2 separate regions of the Macaca mulatta genome follow, and region 1 is linked to region 2. A link is a contact called in public Hi-C data. All regions are on one chromosome and are shown on one strand. Each heading gives the region's core, a stretch centred on a gene start, on an enhancer-like site or on the middle of the called end of the contact. The rest is flanking DNA. Distances are from core to core; before and after follow the strand shown.

The links. A called contact is a pair of places that touch in the nucleus more often than the background predicts.
Region 1: a contact with region 2 is called in a Hi-C map of liver, with 1.7 times the contacts expected there. The contact joins the promoter of PCNX3 here to the promoter of RELA in region 2. A contact is called at or near these places in 2 of 14 Hi-C or Micro-C datasets (blood and liver).

The regions. Positions count from the first base shown.
Region 1 is chr14:8,775,593-8,780,900 of T2T-MMU8v2.0, reverse strand. It overlaps PCNX3 (pecanex 3), which reads left to right and starts at 3,571. Exons shown (of 33, transcript XM_077962142.1): 1 at 3,571-4,249; 2 at 4,607-4,794; 3 at 5,029-5,128; 4 at 5,251-5,290. The coding sequence starts at 4,097. MAP3K11 (mitogen-activated protein kinase kinase kinase 11) reads right to left here and starts at 2,024. Exons shown (of 10, transcript NM_001257468.1): 1 at 794-2,024. The coding sequence starts at 1,532.
Region 2 is chr14:8,681,833-8,687,572 of T2T-MMU8v2.0, reverse strand. RELA (RELA proto-oncogene, NF-kB subunit) reads right to left here and starts at 3,966. Exons shown (of 11, transcript XM_077962342.1): 1 at 3,677-3,966. KAT5 (lysine acetyltransferase 5) reads left to right here and starts at 3,881. Exons shown (of 13, transcript XM_015113688.3): 1 at 3,881-4,126; 2 at 4,226-4,292; 3 at 4,623-4,691; 4 at 4,779-4,915; 5 at 5,450-5,524; 6 at 5,631-5,705. The coding sequence starts at 4,115.

The sequences.
Region 1 (5,308 bases), core at 2,322-4,821, 94 kb before region 2:
ACCAGGAAGCCCTCTGAAGCTACCACTTGCTTCTCTTGGGCCGTGATGGAAAGCGTGTTGGGGGCTTAAAATGGTGGGAGATGGAGTCTCCCCTAGCCCAGCACTCCCACCCCAAGCACTGATTGCAGGCTAGGCCCTCTTGGTGATCCAGCCCTCAAATGCCCATCTCCATGGCTGAAGACCCGCTGCGGGTTGGGGATCGCAGGTCAGGCTTGCCCAGGCTGTTGAGCTGTTTCACTCTCCCTTTTTACAGAGTCTGAAATTGAGGCTCCGAGTTTGAGTAACGAGCTAGAGGTCATGCAGCCAGGGAGGGCTAGGCCAGAATTCCAGCCCTGGCCTTGGCCTTGACTGCCAAGGAGGGCTTCTCTCTCTGAGATATCTGTTCTGGAGGAGCTGCCCATGATGACAGGAGAGGACAGAGCACCAACTCTACGAATATGAATTTAGGGGAGGAGAAGATGGGGAGCGCGAGCTTCCAGAGGACTTCCTTGAGGTGGGAGGCAGAGCTGGGCAGGATGCTTATGGCCCACCTGAGAAATCCCAATTTCTTAACTTGTCCAAACCTCAGCTGCAGGCTGGGGCCAAGGACTTCTGAGGCTGGGACAGGAAGACTCTTCTGGGTGCCTGGAGCTCTGTTTGGGGGCTAGCTTGAGCCCATGGGCACCTGGTCAGCTGGGACCCCCTAGGGCGAGTGCTCCTACCTGCAGCAGACCCTAAGCTAGGCTCAGTGGAAGGTTGGGAGCAGGTGTGTGCCAGAGCCATGCCACCCGCAACCAGGCCGCCAGAAACTCACTGTTGTTGGACTTGAGGTCGCGATGGATGACGGGCACCAGGGCCTCGCAGTGCAGGTAGTGCATCCCACGGGCAATCTGCACAGCCCAGTTAACCAGCACATGGGGAGGCACGCGCCGCCCTGCCAGAGCTCGGCTGAGGGGTCCACCAGCTGCATACTCCATCACCAGGCACAGGTTGGGCTCCTCCAGGCACACAGCCTTGAGGGCAATGATGTTGGGGTGTGCTAGCATGGCGAAGAGCCGGGCCTCCTGGCGAACACTCTCAGCTGTCACACTGATGTCCTCATCGGGGTCCTGGCGAGCTGCCTTCACAGCCACCAGCTCACCTCGCCAGCTGCCCCGGTACACCTTGCCGAAGCCTCCAATGCCGATCACCTCCTCCAGCCGCAGCTCCTGGAAGCTGGCCACCTCGCAGGGGGGCGGGCCGCCACCCCGAGACACATAGTTGGATGGGAAGATGCCCACCTGGCCACCCACCTGGCCTGCCCACCAGCCCTCGTCTCCTGAGATGGCTGCGTCCCGGGACAGCACCTCCACACGGTCACCCTTCCTCAGGGCCAGCTCGTCCTGCCCACTGGGCTCGTAGTCGAACAGGGCTGTCCACACCGGGTTGGCATAACCCGCTGCCTTTGGAGACCCCTCAGGCCGGCCTCCTCCACTGCCCCCACCACCCCCGCTGCCACTGCCATTCCATGACCCTAGAGGGCTCTTGAGGAAGAGGCTCTTCAAGGGCTCCATGGCCGGGAGCCGGCGTTGGGATGTGTGGAGGACCTTCTCTGGGTGCCCGTGGTCCCCACCCCCGCTGGCTGCCAAGGCCCTAGTCCCGGAACCTGGGCATCCGGGCCCTGGCCCTCAGCCCCAGACCCACGCCTCTCTGGGGAGCCAGGAGTGTCGCCTCCCGGCCCCCCGCATCTCGGGCTTCTGGAGGAGGGCACCCAGGGCAGTGTGGTCAGGCCGGGGGGGTGGGGCCCCGGGGCCTCCGACGCCTCACCATGGCTAGCTTGGAGGGGCCCGAGCTTCCCTCGGTCCTGGAGCAGTCCTGGGAGCCTGGCTCCGGCCCCCGCCAAGCGTAAGGTGGGGCCTCCAGGGGCAGCGCCTCAACTCCGGTTGGGTCTTTTTGCGCGGGGGTGGAGGGAGCGTCCACAGTTGGGCCCAGACTGCCTGTTCCTGTCCCCGGCTCCTTTGGTCCCGACGGCTCCGACCCCGCTCCCTTCTTCCTCCTCCCTTTGTACTTTGGCCTCGGGGGCGGGAGGCAGAGGTGGAGGGTGGAGTTTCACTTTTTTCCGCTCTTCTCCCTCCTGCAGGAAACAGCATCAGATGACGCGGGCGGCCTGCACCGCTCCCCTCCCAGAGGCTCCAGCAGGGGAGTTCCCGGGTAGGCGGGCCAGGAGAGGCAGAGGAGGGAAAGGGCAGAACCAGATTCCCCATCACAGCAGGCTTTGAGATATAGAAAGAAAAGCCTCCAGCTGCGTGCTCTGCTGGCCAGGGTGCAGGTTGGTCTCTGCTAAGGATGGGCCATCTCTGTCCTCTGCATCCGCACTGGCGTCAGCAAAACGGGGTTACAGAACCACACTTGGGAAGGGGGTGAACCCAAGTCTGGTGTTGGCTGCGAAGTTGTGGGACTGTGCGATCCATCCATTCTGAGCCTCATTATTTTCCTTCTTTCTTTCTTTTTTCTTTTTTTGAGACGGAGTCCTTTCTCTGTCACCCAGGCTGGTATGCAATGGCGCAGTCTAAGCTCACTGCAACCTCTGCCTCCCGGGTTCAAGCGATTCTCCTGCCTCAGCCTCCCGAGTAGCTGGGACTACCGGCGCGTGGCACCACGGCCGGCTAATTTTTGTATTTTTGGTAGAGACGGGTTTCACCACGTTGACCATGCTGGTCTCAAACCCCTGACCTCGTGATCCGCCCGCCTCGACCTCCCAAAGTGCTGGGATTACAGGCGTGAGCCACCGCGCCCGGCCATTCTTTTCATATATGATATGAGTACAAGAAAGCTCTGCCTCGCAGAGCTAGTGGGATGGGGTGGGGAAGACTGGAGGACAGACGGAACTGGCTGCACCTCAAGCTCTTGGAGTGGATTGTCTAAGGTTCTGCTCTTCTCCTCACCTGGGAAACAATCCGCTTCTTCATATCCCTTCCCCATTGGCAGAATCCTGAGACTTGTCCAGAACTTTGCCCACGATTGGATTCAGAATAGCTGAGTCGCCCTCAGAACCTCTGGATAGGGCTGCCCCAATTGCTTTAAGCCTGTCACTTTAAGAAAGACGACGCTATCCTTTTTCGACTATTCCTGCCTGTTCCGGAAGGTTGTTCTCTACACCCTAGGTCTGAGCTCTGACCCGGAAGTAGACGCCGCTGGGAGCCGAGAAACGATCAGGACGTAGGAGGTCCAGCATTAAAGGGGGCGGACCGAGAGGGGCGTGCTTCGGTAGTGCAGAACACTCGCTGCAACTAGGGGATTCCACGCCTCCATCTTTTCCCCGTCTCCTGTAACTCATTGGAAGAGCTGTGCGCCAATTACTTTGCCGTTACCCAATGGCTACTCAACTGTCTCTTTGGTTCCGCCCAGTCGTCTACCCTGGGTTGGCGACGCCTGGGTGTACGCATGCGCCCAAACGCTTTTGCGCATGTACTTGCTTTAGTTCTGGACTCTGCGCACGCACAAATGGCACCCCTCGCGTCCTACCGCGCCACCACCTCTCTGCGCTTGCGCATTCATGCCGTCAAGTTTTCCTTTTCCGGGTCTCAATTGGAACCGTTGGACGCATGCGCCACTGAAGGCTGGCGGCTCGCGGCTCCTTCTTCCGGCCTCTTCCTTAGGCCGGCACCGGCAGAAGCCGGGCGAGCGCGGAGCCCCAAGCGAGTGACCTGCGACCCCGGAAGTGGACCCCAGATCCTGGGGTTCTCCCTGGTCCGGAGACTAGAGAGCTGTCGCCTGCACCCCGGGAGCATCCACCCCACGCCCACCTCTGGATGCCGCCGACGGGTGCCCGGCCCGTGCCCCGCGCCTGCCTGACGGCTCGGCCCCTCGGAGCAATTCTGGGCCACGAGTGGGGACGCGGACCCCGCCCCTGATGCAGCCCCACCCCCGCGTCTGGGCCTTGCACCGCTGACTGTCCCGGTCGGCCCCGCCCCCTGCCCGCACCCTCGCGCGGCCGAGCCCCCCTCCCCCGCTGGGGGAGGCCATGGCGTGAGCGTGAGGCCGGGCCCCGGGGCCCTCAGGCGCCAGACGGGGCATGGGCCGGGGGCCGCCCCCATGAGGGTCCCGGGAGTGGGGCGCGCGCAGCAGCGGCGGGGCCATGGGGTCGCAGGTGTTGCAGATCCTGCGCCAGGGGGTGTGGGCCTCGCTCACCGGCGGTTGGTTCTTCGACCCGCACCAGAGCACCTTCTCCAACTGCTTCCACCTCTATGTCTGGATCTTCCTGCTCATCTTTCCCTTCTTGCTGTACATGGTGAGACGCCACGGCCACCTGTAACTCCAGCCGGGAGAGGGAGGGCAGCCTGGCAGGGATTCGGGGCCGTGCCCTGGGCTCTGGGACGTGGAGAGAGAGGAATTACTGCAGAGTTTGGGTCTGCGTGGAAGAGGCCAAAGTCTACCTTTCTTGGATCGAGTGACCTTGAACCCCACACTTAATGTTATCCAGCTAAATAGAAGACAGAGCTCGTTGCCAAGGGCTGTGTAGTGGTTGTGTGCAGAGGTGATGAAGTTTTCTAGTGAGTCTGTGAATCCTAGCTATGGCGACGATGGCAGCTACGTCCTGTAGTGGCAAGGCTTTGTGAAAAGAGACCTGGTTTACTTTCATCTTCAGGTCCTGCCTCCCAGCTTGATGGTGGCCGGCGTGTACTGCCTCGTGGTGGCTGTCATCTTTGCTGCCATCAAGACCGTCAACTATCGGCTGCATGCCATGTTTGACCAGGGCGAGATCGTGGAGAAGCGCAGCTCTACCATGGGGGAGCTGGAGGAAGAGCCTGCCCAGGGGGACAGCAATCCGCCCAGGTGGGTGGGGTAGGGACTGTGCTGGGGATTGAGGGGTTTTGGTGCCTGGGCCTGAACCTTGCAGGGTGGAGTAGGGACTTAGGGAACATTGGCTCTCTGAGTGAATGTGAACACTTGTCTTGTGTTAGCCTAGGAATTGTAAAGTGACTTCTGAAGAAGAAGCAGTGACAAAGATGGAAGTAGCATACACAGAGGAGAGGTTAGCTCAAAGCTGCTGTTCTTTTTCACTGCCAGGGACCCCGGAGTGGAGATGACAGTGTTCCGGAAAGTCAGTTCCACACCCCCAGTGCGCTGCAGCTCCCAGCACTCTGTGTTTGGCTTCAACCAGGTCTCGGTGAGTGGGCCTGGACTTCAGCTTGTCCTGCTGTTCCTCCGCGAGCCAGTCCCTACTGTGGGTGCGTCCTGAGCCTACTTCTTGCCTTGTTTGCTCCTTCACGCCTCTCTCTGTCTACTCAGGAGCTGCTGCCCCGAATGGAGGACTCTGGGCCCCTGAGAGGTAGGTGGCTGCTCTTTA
Region 2 (5,740 bases), core at 2,717-5,216:
TGGGTTTGCCTATCCGGCACACAATGCTTCTGCCAAGACTACCATCTGTGAACTCACAGAATGCACCCTCATGGTATTCCACACAGCATTGTCTGACCAAGGCAACATCCTGAAGCAGCTGGATTGACAGAACGGTGTCAGGCAATCTGCCCGCCTCGGCCTCCCAAAGTGCTGAGTCTGTCTGTCCCAGGCTGGTCCGTCTCTGTCACCCAGGGTGGAGTGCAGTGGCATGATCTCGGCTCACTGAAGCCTGGAACTCCTAGGCTCAAGCGATCCTCCCTCCTCTGCCTTCCAAGTAGCTGGGAACACAAGCGAGGGCCACTGCCATGTCTGGCTAATTAAAAAAAATTTTTTTTGTAGAGACGGAGTCTCACTCTGTTGCCAAGGCTGGTCTGTAACTCCCGGGCTGAAGCGATCCTCCCACCTCTGCCTCCCAGTGTTGGGATCACAGCCGTGAGCCACTGGACCAAAAAAAAAAAAGAAACCTAATATACAAAACAACGGCTGGGTGCGGTGGCCCTAGCACTTTGGGAGGCTGAGGTAGGCAGATTGCTTGAGCTCAGGAGTTTGAGGCCAGCCTGAGCAACATATTTTTCTTTTCTTTCTTTATTTTATTTATTTATTTATTTATTTTTTGAGACTGAGTCTCCCTCTGTCGCCCAGGCTGGAGTGCAGTGGCATGATCTTGGCTCACTGCAACCTCTGCCTCCTGGGTTCAATCGATTCTCCCACCTCAGCCTCCCGAGTAGCTGGGACTATAGGCGCCTGCCACCAAGTCCGGCTAATTTTTGTATTTTCAGTAGAGACGTGGTTTCACCATATTGGCCAGGCTGGTTTCGAACTCCTGACTCTGTGATCCACCTGCCTCGGCCTCCCAAAGTGCTGGGATTACAGGTGCGAGCCACCGTGCTCGGCCTCTTTTTTTCTTCTGAGACAGAGTCTCGTTCTGTCGCCCAGGCTGGAGTGCAGTGGCACCATCTTGGCTGACTGCAACCTCTGCCTCCTGGGTTCAAGAGATTCTCTAGCCTCAGCCTCCTGAGTAGCTGGGATTATGGATGGATGCCACAAATGCCCAGCTAACTTTCGTATTTTTAGTAGAGATGGGGTTTTAACATGTTGGCCAGGCTGGTCTCCAATGCCTGACCTCAAGTGATCTGCCCGCCTCGGCCTCCCAAAATGCTGGTGTCAGAGGTGCATGAACCAGAGCAATTCTATCTAGAACAGGAGCTGGGTAAAATGAGGCTGAGACCTACTGGGCTGCGTTCCCAGAGGGTTAAGACATTCTAAGTCACAGGATAAGACAGGTGGTACAAGATACAGGTCATAAAGACCTTGCTGATAAAACAGATTGCAGTACAGAAGCCAACTAAAACCCACCAAAACCAACGTGGCCACTAGAGCAACCTCTGGTCGTCCTCACTGCCACACTCCTACCAGTGCCATGACAGTTTACCAGTGCCATGGTAGTGTCAGGAAGTTACTGTGTATGGTCTAAAGACAAGAGACATGAATAATCCACCCCTTGCTTAGCATATCATCAAGAAATAACCATAAAAATGGGCTGGGCGCAGTGGCTCACGCCTGTAATCCCAGCACTTTGGGAGGCTGAGGCGGGCGGATCACAAGGTCAGGAGATCGAGACCATCCTGGCTAACACGGTGAAACGCCGTCTCTACTAAAAATACAAAAAATTAGCCGGGCATGGTGGCGGGTGCCTGTAGTCCCAGCTACTTGGGAGGCTGAGGCAAGAGAATAGTGTGAACCCGGGAGGTGGAGCTTGCAGTGAGCCGAGATAGTGCCACTGCACTCCAGCCTGGGTGACAGAGGGAGGCTCCATCTCAAAAAAAAAAAAAAAAAAAAAAAAAAAAAAAAAAAAAAAAAACATAAAAATGAACAATCAGCATTGAGTTTCTTTACTTTCCTAACAAACTTGCTTTCACTTTATGGACTCGCCCTGAATTTTTTTTTTTTTTTGAGACGGAGTCTTGCTCTGTTCCCAGGCTGGAGTGCCGGTGGTGCGATCATGCTCACTGCAACCTCCACCTCCCGGGTTCAAGTGATTCTCCTGCCTCAGCTTCCCGAGTAGCTGGGATTACAGGCGGGCACCACCACGCCTGCCTAATGTTTGTATTTTTAGTAGAGATGGGGTTTCATCATGTTGGTCAGGCTGGTCTTGAACTCCTGACCTCAAGTAATCCGCCTGCCTCAGCCTCCTAAAGTGCTGGACTCGCCCCGAATTCTCTATTGTGTGAGATCCAAGAACCCTCTCTTGGGGTCTGGATAGGCCCTTTCCTGTTAACACTGGGATTGCAGGCGTAAGCCACCATGTTCAGCCACCTTTGAGGCAGGAAAATAGCGTCTGGAGGCAGGCAACATACAAGGCCGACTCACATTTCAGTTATGACAGGAAATATCCTCTCCTTAGGGCATACACCCTAAATGACTTTGTAACTTTACTTCATCCTCTTCATTTACACAGGGCGTATCCCAAGTACCCAAGAGTATTTAAACTCCAACAAATCCTGTAACTGGCCCCTATGGTCAGCCGGCCCCCACACTGGAGTGTACTTTCATTTTCAATAAATCGTTCATTCCTTCCTTGCTTTGTGCGTTTTGACCAATTCTTTTGTTCTTCTTTTTCTGTTTTTTTTTTTTTTTTTGAGACAGAGTCTCGCTCTGTCAGCCAGGCTGGAGTGTAGTGACATGATCTCGGCTCACTGCACACTCCGCCTCCCAGGTTCAGGCCATTCTCCTGCCTCAGCCTCCCGAGTAGCTGGGACCACAGATGCCCGCCAAAACGCCCGGCTAATTTTTTGTATCTTTTTTTTTTTTTTTTTTTTTTTGTAGAGACGGGGTTTCACCGTGTTGGCCAGGATGATCTCGATCTCCTGACTTCGTGATCCGCCCGCCTCGGCCTCTCAAAGTGCTGGGATTACAGGCGTGAGCCACCGCGCCCAGCCGTTTTGTCCAATTCTTTAAGATGCCAAGAATCTGGACACCCTCCACCAGTGACATCTTCACAGTTCTGAGGAGTATTCATGGGGTATTTTGTAGAATGTTTCTCAATTGGTATTTGTCTGATCTTTTTCTCATGATTAGGCTGGAGGTAGCTGGGATTTCAGGTGTGAGCCACCATGCCCAGTCTCCAAATCCTGTTTACGCAAAAATTTTTAAAAATTAGCCAGCCTTGGTAGTGCGCGCCTGTAGTCCCAGCTACTCAGGAGCCTGAGGTGGATCACTTGATCCAGGGAGGCGGAGGCTTCAGTGAGCGGAGATTATGCCTCCCCCGCTGCACTCCAGCCTGGGCGACACAGACCTTGTTTCAAAAAAAAAGCCTAATATGGCTGGGCGCCCTGGCTCACGCCTGTAATCCCAGCACTTTGGGAGGCCGAGGCGGGCGGATCACGAGGTCAAGAGATCCAGACCATCCTGGCCAACATGGTGAAACTCCGCCTCTATTGAAAATACAAATATTAGCTGGGTACTCTGGAGGCTGAGACAGGAATATTCGCTTGAACCCGGGAGGCGGAGGTTGCAGGGAGCCGAGATGGCGCCACTGCACTCCAGCCTGGCGACAGAGCGAGACTCCGTCTCAAAAATAAAAGAAGCCTAATACACGAAATAAAGCTAGAAATCTTCCCTGAGTCCTCCTGCCTACGGAATGAAGTCCACAGACCTGGGGGAGCGTTCGAGCCCCTCTAAGCACAGTTCCTTTCTCCAGCCTCTCGCGCGCAGTTCACTCCCGACAACACCTCCCGCCGCCACAAGGAGACGCCCGAGGACTGCCCTCCGTCAAAGCCCAAACGGTATTGCCACGTGACCCGCTCCGCATCCACGTGAACAGCGTCGCACCCGGTGGGCGTCACGTGACAGACTCAGTAGTTCTCCAATCGCTGTGCACGTTGTGGGGTTTCCACCTAGGACTCGGCCTGAGGCTTGTAACACTTCGTTTTCCCAGGAGTCACAGGGGCAGTCTTGCCCCTTGCAACTGGGTCGCGGTGACTCTCAAAGGTCCCCCTCTACAGGGGCTTCGTGAGGCCCGGGCCTACAGCGGGCTCGGTCCCGGAAGTGACGTCTCCCACAGGGGCCGGAAGTGGCAGTGGAGGGAGGGAAGATGGCGGAGGTGGTGAGTCCGGTGCCCGGGGCGGGGCGGAGGGAGCCAGGGGAGGTGGGTAGAGCCCGAGGCCCCCCAGTAGCCGACCCTGGCGCCGCGCTGTCTCCCCAGGGGGAGATAATCGAGGGCTGCCGCCTACCCGTGCTGCGGCGGAACCAGGACAACGAAGATGAGTGGCGTGAGTGACGTTGGGGGGCGGGGCTAAGGAACCTGAGGGCGAGGGGCGGGAGGGAGTCAACTGAACCCCCGGGATGGGGAGGGGCCTCTGGAATTATGGGGCGGGCGGGGCGCAGATACTCCCATGAAGGGGCGTGGCTCTTAGCTGCTCCGAGAGGTACAGGGCGGGGCCTGGAAAGGGGTGGCAGTAGTGACTGAAGGAGACTTAGGAGAGACCTTCTAAGTGCTGGAGCTTAGGGATCCGGCCTTGGGGTGGAGTTCAGGTCGTGGAAGGGTGGAGTCTCAGCCTGGCCCGGCCCGTCTAAGGCCCCTGCCTATGCTATTCCCATAGCCCTGGCTGAGATCCTGAGCGTGAAGGACATCAGTGGCCGGAAGCTTTTCTACGTCCATTACATTGACTGTGAGTTCTGGGCCTGAGGTGGGGCATCAGGGTAGGGTTGGGGAACAGTCTTTGGCATTCTGTCCTGAGCCATCCCCACTGCTGCAGTCAACAAACGTCTGGATGAATGGGTGACGCACGAGCGGCTGGACCTAAAGAAGATCCAGTTCCCGAAGAAAGAGGCCAAGACCCCCACCAAGAACGGACTTCCTGGGTCCCGTCCCGGCTCTCCAGAGAGAGAGGTGGTGAGTAGGTCCCCCACTTCACCTCTTCTCTCCTGCCTCGTGTTTCTCTTATCTGTTGGCATTAGGGGCTCCTGGATGGGCAGTAGGCGGCTCCCTCTCACCCTGACTTCATCTTGCAAAGGATGGGGGCCGAATTGCACATGTAGCTCCCAGAGTCCAGTAGCTAGTCCTGTGTCCTTCAGAAGGCGAGGGTGGGGTTTGATAATTTTGAGCTGAGGGACCCCTGTTCCCCTTCCCCATTCCACTGCCATCCCCGCCCCAGAGGAAGACCCTGGACCTATCTCTACAGCCGGCCTCGGCCCAGGCAAGCGGGAAGACCTTGCCAATCCCGGTCCAGATCACACTCCGCTTCAACCTGCCCAAGGAGCGGGAGGCCATTCCCGGTGGCGAGCCTGACCAGCCGCTCTCCTCCAGCTCCTGCCTGCAGCCCAACCACCGCTCAACGGTACCCTCAGCAATTCCAGGGACCTTGCTTTCTTCTCAGGTCCCACCTTCTCTACCTTCTGACCCACCTTTGTTGGTTTCTCTCTGCAGAAACGGAAGGTGGAGGTGGTTTCACCAGCAACTCCAGTGCCCAGCGAGACAGCCCCGGCCTCGGTTTTTCCCCAGGTGAGTTTCCCAAACCATTTCTTGTTCCCTTTCTCTCTTCTACTCTCTGGTGGCCTTTTTCAGGCTCATCTCACAGCCATCCCTTCTTTTACTACTATATCTGCAGAATGGAGCAGCCCGTAGGGCAGTGGCAGCCCAGCCAGGACGGAAGCGAAAATCGAATTGTTTGGGCACTGATGAGGTGGGTCTGGGGAGCAACAGAAGGAGCTGGGTGAA